Regions from separate parts of the Zea mays genome. Here region 2 is linked to region 1. The links are chromatin contacts, called in public Hi-C maps. All regions are on one chromosome and are shown on one strand. The core of a region is the stretch at or near the end of the contact, and the rest is flanking DNA. Distances in the headings are between cores, read along the strand shown. Region 1 holds the start of LOC100383666 (dyggve-melchior-clausen syndrome protein). Region 2 holds the start of LOC100384291 (DExH-box ATP-dependent RNA helicase DExH6).

Evidence for each region. Hi-C and Micro-C count contacts between places; a contact is called where the count stands out from the background.
Region 2: a Hi-C map of leaf shows a contact between it and region 1, with 6 times the contacts expected there. The contact joins the promoter of LOC100384291 here to the promoter of LOC100383666 in region 1. A contact is called at or near these places in 4 of 25 Hi-C or Micro-C datasets (ear, leaf and tassel).

The regions. Positions count from the first base shown.
Region 1 is chr8:179,245,405-179,249,468 of Zm-B73-REFERENCE-NAM-5.0, forward strand. It overlaps LOC100383666 (dyggve-melchior-clausen syndrome protein), which reads left to right and starts at 1,954. Exons shown (of 18, transcript NM_001176309.1): 1 at 1,954-2,356; 2 at 3,285-3,524; 3 at 3,671-3,734; 4 at 3,828-3,957; 5 at 4,060-4,064. The coding sequence starts at 2,131.
Region 2 is chr8:179,454,326-179,458,389 of Zm-B73-REFERENCE-NAM-5.0, forward strand. LOC100384291 (DExH-box ATP-dependent RNA helicase DExH6) reads right to left here and starts at 2,172. Exons shown (of 15, transcript XM_008657096.3): 1 at 1,718-2,172; 2 at 670-760; 3 at 216-525; 4 at 20-94. The coding sequence starts at 2,075.

The DNA of each region.
Region 1 (4,064 bases), core at 704-3,203:
CTTGATTTTAAATTCTATATTCAAATAAATGATAATGAATCTAGACATATATAAAACACACACATCAAGTATTACATTAATCTATTAATTATCTAAAACAAAATTTTAATTTAGGACAGAGGGGGTAAAAGACAATGGTAAGTGTGGTAATGGATCTCGATCCAAACGTTTCTTCATATTATTTTTGAGCCTTTAGTTAATTTTAGTTCAAAATTAAATAGGATGAGAGATTGATTCTAATTCGTTTCGATATTTAAATTTTATAGCGTAAAATTTAAAGTTCATTATCACCCCTAGACAATGAAGTTCCTGAGATTTTAGATGCCCGGTACAAAATTTAAAATAGACGCCCTTGTTAATATTATATATAAATTTATCAATAAAAACTCAATATGATCTATTAAAATTATAAACTTAATAAGTTATTTATGCTCCCGCGAGGTGTCTTCTATCGCCATCTCAGCTGCCGTGGTGTTTTTAGTTTAAAAAAAGCAACTTTATTCTAAATGAGTTGATTTATCATGGGTTTATCATATGAATTTTGATAGAAAACTATATTTCTTAAGCCAGTAATTGTTAATGAGGTAATATCGGAGCAATCCATTCAATTTCACTAACCAAATAATAAATAATAAATAAATAAAAAGTTCATATAGCACTTGTTCTTTTAACCATACACACTATACGCTCATTATATATACAAATAGAGTAATCTTACACTATTGGTATTATTTGTGCGTATAAGATGGGCCTTATGGTCCGAGAAGTCCGGGATCGGCACTGATAATAGATAGGAGTGCACGGATGAACATATGGCACAAGTTGAATTATTGTAGAAAACTATAAAAATAAAACGAAATTGATGGTAGTCGTCACGTCGCAATCCAATGCTCCGCCTCTTACCTCCTGCACCTCGGTCAACTGTGATCTCCTACACCTTTATGACGATGGTATGTGTGGCCGAATGTAAATTGGGTTTTTAGGCTGTTTGCTTCAAAACAGTACGTTTGGATTAAAGTTAATGAACAACTTGTTTATATGCTAGTATCTGCTATAAAAGATTCGAGAAACCTGAGCTCTTAAATTAAAAGTAGAGAAAACACTATAGAGGTCTCTCTCATTTGAGCGTTTTGATTTAGAATGCTCTAACTTAAGAGTGTGTTTGGTTTTGAGAAATAAGATGATCTATCTTCTTTCAACTCTTTAATTTTTTTTATTTTTGGTTATAGAATAGAATGGCTTTTAATCCATCACTATCTTATCCTTCACACGCTAATAATTAATGTAGGAGGAATATAATGGTTGTATCAAAATTCATGGTGCACCAACTATGAAGTGGTTTCAGGAACCAAATGCACAATAAATTTAACGGGAGAGAAGCGTCGTTTAACCTGCTAATTGCCAGTTTTCCAACAAAATAAAGGCAAAAGAAACTCATCCAAAAAGACAAAAGAGAAAAAGAACTAAACAAAACAGAACAAGTCACTAAGTCAGACACGCGAGGATGCACGGCCAAAATGGCGGTGGAGAGCGCCCAAACCCTCGAACCCAGCAAAGTGCCACACGGCCGAAGCGACCATCCTCGTCACGACGCGCCCTGACTCCAATAAGTGCTACCCGCCCACCCCATCCATTCCCTCGGGGCCTCGTCCCAAGAGTCCAGACTCCCCAATGCTCCGCCACCAAACTAGCGTCCACCGACGGAAGGAACACGGCAGGCAATCCTGCACTGCAACAACGACACCACCTCGAGGCCTCCACCGAAAAGACCATCTCGGCCCCCGGTCTGGATCTACAACCTCCCCAGAGGCGCCCCTGGATTCTGGACCCGGAACTGGCTAGTTTCGCCATTTCGTAGTCCGATCAAAACCTCCCCAAACCCAACGCACCGGCTAGTCGCTCCGCTCGCACGTCGCGCCCGACGCCCCGACCTCGGCTGCTCGTCCAGTCGTCCTTCGTTTCCCTTCCCTTCCCTTCCCTTCCGCCAGAAGTCTCCACGCTCCCTTTCTCCCGTTTAAAACCTTCGCTTGGTCTCGACTCTACTTGGCCGGCCATTTCTTCGTCTCGCCCAATCCTCGCTCACCTCAAATCCTAGGGCCCCGCTTCTCCTACTCGGGAGGCTCAGATCCAATGGGCGCGGCGCCGTCGACGCCGACGTTGGACGTGGCACCGTTGACGCCGAGGTTGGGCGCGGCAGGCGCGCCACCGTCGCCCAGCGCGGCGGAGCAGATGTTCGCGGCGCTGGTCGGCGAAAAGGCCTACCCAATCTCCTCCGAGTTCTGGAACCAGCTGCTCGAGCTGCCCCTCACCCTGCAGTGGCCGCGCGACCGCGTGCTGCAGGCGTGCCACGCCTTTGGTGAGTGTGGCCTCCTCGAGATCCACGCCCCACGTGAGGAATCGCGGCTGTGCTAATTGCTTCCTTGTGCTGTCGCGTCAGACGATTTTAGTCCCGCTTCCTTCGAGTGTTTTGATCCGTGGGGCAATGCGGATCATGATCATATGTTTTGCGTGTACGGGGATCGTGGCCTGCGCCGCGCGGTGGGTTCAGGCCTCTGAGGCGAACTGCTAGATTGGTCAGTGTGTTTACGACATGTTTGCTATGGTGATTGTGTCGTTGGGAGTTTTTTAGGTGTCGATTTCTGCGGATTTTGAGGTTTTTGTGTTTATTATGATGGGATCCTGCGGCGCTTAGTCGCCGTTCTGGTGATGCATGCGGGCTTGTTCATAATTCGCGAGGCATGTTCCCAATTACTACGAGTCTAGCCTGACTGGCCTTGATTTTGTTGCAATTTCTGGCATATTGGCATGTTTTGATCGGGTTGGTAATTTCTGAGTTTCCGTGCGCCTGGCTGACCTGTTTTGTTTTTACTTGAACTAGTTCAGCGAGTACACTGTGCATCCCCCGTTTTTGGTATGATGACCGCTTGAGCAGAAGGGAAGTGATGATCAAACGTGAACATTAGGTGCTAGCTCCAATTTGGATATTTGATGGAAACACTGTGATTTACTGTATAATTGGTGGTTGGTTTTAGAGTTCATGGTGTCAACTGTCAAATGCTTGTGCCTTGAACCACCTGGGACCAGCTATTGTACTTCATGTTCCCAGTAATTAGTGACATTGCTGATGTGCCAATGCAATGACGATACACTGTTTCATTCTCCCAATTTAGTTAGCTTAATGCTCTGAAGATTCTGTCTGCTTTAACATTTACATGATTAGATTTTCAAATATATTTAACTCGTAGTTATTTATGCTTATGGGTCTTCATTATGTGCATTTGCAGCCGAGAATAACTACAAAACAAAGCATCTTGCAAAGATTTTGATCCATTTGGTTTGTTGCTTGCAAGAGTGCACCTCAACAACTTCTGTATCTTCTGTCGTATATCAGAGGGCAATCAACGCGGCATACATATCATCCATATTTCTCAAGTTCATCATTGAAAATGCAAAAACTGACAGTTGGCAAGAGCTATGCCTTGACATTGACAGGAGTGAGAAGGGGTTGGAAAAAATTCCAGCAGGTAATCGATTATCCACATCCACTAAGATTCTCTGTCTCTGGTCTATTGCAAAGCGTGTTTCTTCTGTAAACTGTAATATCTATATTGCTATACGAGTGAATTGGCCAAAATTCTTATGATCTTTGATGTTCCCTTGATCCTTGAAGAAAACACGGTGGAGTATTTTCTGATGAGAGGTGTGCTGGACTATATTGGTAGTGTGGATGTAAGGTATCTTATTCATCACTTGTATATATTAATGTTTCCTGTTTCCATGTATGGTTTATTTATATTTGATCTAACTGCTATTTGTACTGTATTAAGTCCGGAGTTATGCTACCTACATCATGAACTCCTGAACTTGATGCTAGTTCTTATGTCAACTCAGTTGTGTTCTGGACCATCTCCAGAGCCAAAGGATGTGCATCCTTTCATTGATGCAGCTATGCTTCAGGTTAAAGCTGAAACTAGCTGTGCATCATATATGATAATTTATTCCTGACATTCTTGGGATAAAATTTGAAGTGTATCTCCATGCGGCCTGTTTCATCTGCAGGACAG
Region 2 (4,064 bases), core at 922-3,421, 210 kb after region 1:
TTGGAGCTAAAAACTATACCTGGTGATTTTCCAAAGTTGAAGTGATGACATCCTTGAAAGATGAAATAGGAAGTTTTGTTCTATCTTCCATGACCTGTTCAAAAGTAAACCTTTAAGCTTTAGCTATAAATAAGATTGTCTCATAAATAAAACTAATAAGTAGCAGCAACTAAGCAAAGAGAGGAAGATACTATTGTCAAGCCAGAATGTGAGACCTTTCTCAACTGTTCGGATCCATTTATTTTTGAGGCAAGCATCTCAACTTTCTTCGTTATATCAAGTTTACTCATTGCGGGCCTGCAAAACGCATTATCTGTTCTCCATTTGATGTTTGCAGCCTTATCACTAGAACTCTGGTCAACATCCCCACTTAAATCAGCATCACCAGGAGGATAATGCATAAATAAATCCTGCAAAACATGCCTAGCCTCTTCAGAAAACCCAAGGTAGCTAGGGCCTTGTTCCAATTCAGGCCCCCGCTTCTGTTTTCTTTTATAAACAGAAAGGCGTCGACGTTCCCCGTTCCTGAAGTTAAATAGAACTCAGAATAGACATTTAACAAGTAACTTTTGTAAAGATAACATTAGGATGGCGCAAGCATAACCATAGATTCCTTACAACTCTTCGATGAAACAATTTTGCTCAATGAATCCTAGTTATCTTACTCACCCAGAACTTTTGGATATCATGCCCATTTTCCTACACATCTCATGGATTGCAGCTCGCTCTTGTTTGGATATATCAGGTTCAAATGTGTACACTGCAAGGTAAAATAGTCTAAGTATCAGTTTATTCAGCTCACAGCACCAAAGGAAGAGAGCAATAATCTCAATGCATTACTACATAATATAGATGGGTGAGGCTTAAACTGAAGTAGGGCCAGCCAATATACGAGAAAAAAAAATGCCATCAAAATAAGAAGATCTACTGCTACACTGACCCTTATGCGCGTAACTAGAATTCTACCATCAATAAATTATATCAAACAATTAATTGGGTCTGTGCTTGTGCTCAATGTGCTGGTACTCCCACTAATATACAGCCATGAAAACATGCAAAGACTTTTGCAAGGCAATTTTACTATATTATCTAGGAGGCGTACAGCTATCTCACAACAATCATGTCTAAAATTGCAAGATGCAACCCAATGGAAAACAGTTATAAGTTTGTGGAAAGACGATTGCATTCTATAACCTAAGATTGGCCAATTCCAAAATATATCACTGGAAAGCTACATTACAAACACTGAATGCACCACTTAGCACATGTCAAACCTAAGAAAACGTTCAAACTTTGTGTGACAATATTAGCATCAGAGAGCCGATGTGCAAATTATATGTAACTGCAAGTGTGAACAGACATGTTGATAAAAGCACAATGTGGATGAGAAACAGCAGCACTATTGTGATCAGTACACAACAGAAACATCAAAGCAAACCACAAAGCAGGTTGTAATGCAAATGCACTCAGGACTAAGGACGACAGGATCACAGGACAAAAAATACACTGTTCTAATGGAGTTGGAAAAAAAGAACAGAAAAGCACAAGGACCAAATGGGGCAAGAATTGGAAGGGATACGCTCAAACTCTAGCCCCAGGCGCAAAGTCCACTGAGCGGCGCATCAACACTACTGCTACACTCGTTCGAACGCACCAAATTTGCCGCTCCGAAGTTCAAAAACAGGAGCCAAAATAAAGGGAGGCGAATGGTGCGAACCCTCGGCGTTGGAGGCGCGGAAGTCCTCGAGCGCCTTTGAGACGCGCACCAGCGTCGCCTCCTTCATGCCGGCGCTCCCCCCGGCCGCTGCGCCCTTCCCCTTCCGCCCCTTCCGCCCCATCAGTTCCTCGTGCTCGTTGTCGTCGTCTAGAAGCACGCTCGGCGGTCGGGAAGCCCCTTCGATGCGGCGAGCTCGGTTTGGCTGTACCGGCGGGCGGCGGTGTCGCGCCTGTGCGGCGGTCGCTCTCTTGATGGTGCGCTGTTCCGGTGCGCCGAATGAAAACCTAGAGCTAGTCGAGACGGCGAGCGGGTAGCGCAGCGGGTTTGGACGAACGGGCACACCAGACAGGTGGACCATGGTGGTCGATGGGGGCTGGCTGAGGACTGAGGTCCTGGAACTGGAACCACGCGGAAGCGGCCCACGCCCAAGCTCGCGAGTTCCAGGCTTAACTTTGTGCCGTTGTGCGGCCCAAGAGCAGCACAGATCGTGAAAGGGGGTGTCCAGGGGTGTTTGGCATATCTCGAAGGAGCTGTGCTCCAAAATTTTAGAGTATAAAACAGTCTTATCTAAAATATATATTGTTTTGTTTGTAGTAAACTCATAACCAGTGATAATGACAGATAAATATCTTCAACTCCATATCTAAAGTACTTTTTAAGGATTTCAGGCACACCAAAAAATTGTACTACAACTATTAAAATTCTATGGATTTTGCAACTTTAGAGTTAGACCATGTTGGCTACTTATAAATAATATATATTTGCAACTCATAGGTTTTATGGCTACTTTGACATTCTTGCCCTTTGTTCATTTCTGATTCAAACAATTTATGTAAAAATAATTTCGCCGTGCATATAAATAAAATGACCGATGAATATGCTAAAAAAATATAACATGTCCATTGTCTACAACCAAATATTTCATATTACGACATAATATTAATTTGTATCTAGTTTCACGCTAAGGCAACAAAAGTAGACAGAGTATCACGAACGCATTCATGGTAATAAACTTTATTCCAATGTTGATCCATCAGAGGCATGTTGCGAGCCTGAGACACTGCATATTTGTTGTACCTTTCTAAGATAGTAGGAACAAAGTTTGGATCTTGATCAAAATTAGCGAATTATTCGTCTTCACATGCATGCTTGCGTATGAAATTGTGAAGAACCATGGTAGCAACAACTATCTTGTTTTGTGTCTGCATAGAAAACCATGGCATCTTATAGAAGATCTACCATTTCATCTCTAATACCACAAACAAGCGCTCTATGAGATTTCGAATATATGAGTGAACTCACTTGAACTTCTCTTTTGAAGTATTTGGTTCCATACATGGGTGCCACTCTAGTGAGTGATACCTTTCATCCTTGTACAAAGATAGGTAACCAGGTCGGTTAAGATAACCTGCATCCACAACATAGTACTTCCCTACATACATATTACAAATAATAATGATAATAGTAAATGCATGCATGGTAGTAGAAAGAATAATAGCATCCATGATATTAGAAAAAATGTGCTTGGAGGAGGATGTGTGAATATATATGCATCCGCTTCTAATGCATGGTACAATATACGTGTCGTGCATTGCACTTGGTTGACCCGCAAACACATAAACCGATTGCATATTGAGTTACCATTATTGTCTTACTGATATATCTCACTTGCTCTTTAGGAGAAAGAGTGACACGAATATGAGTTCCACCAGGAACACTTATGTGGTCCTTAAAGTGTGGATAAACTCTTTCATCGTTCTGAATCCTTTTGTGCAATGTGCGAAAATTAGGATCTATTGGACTCAAGTAATCCTCAGGCATTACAATCGTACATTCTAGAAATTCGTGAAATTTTATACTAATGGTTTCACCCCGAGTGCTTAAACTTGTTCTAGCATTTTATATTGGACTCATAACCACCACATACAAATAGAAAGGTTGCAAGCATTTCATAAGTGTTCATGTGTTTGGATGGTTTCACTTTGTAACTCTCTGCCAACACATCATCAAGATCAATTAAAATATCCTTGTCCATATGCAACATCGTGTGACATTCACCTAGAGTGTTCATTGTATCTGTAAGCCACCCCATTCCACTAAGTCGTGAAGTCCTTGGTGGGGCCTTATCCATGTACATGTCAACATAAGTTTCAGCATGTCTGCCACACTTTAGAACAAGATCGAAAAAATCACCATCATCACTAGATTCATCACTCACCCATACATATACACAAAATTGTTATAAGCTTAACAACAAGGTAATATATAAATGACTCACCCATACTTCGAGTGGTTAGACTCTAATGAAGTACCGGACTCTAATACCAATTGAAAGTCGCCTAGAGGG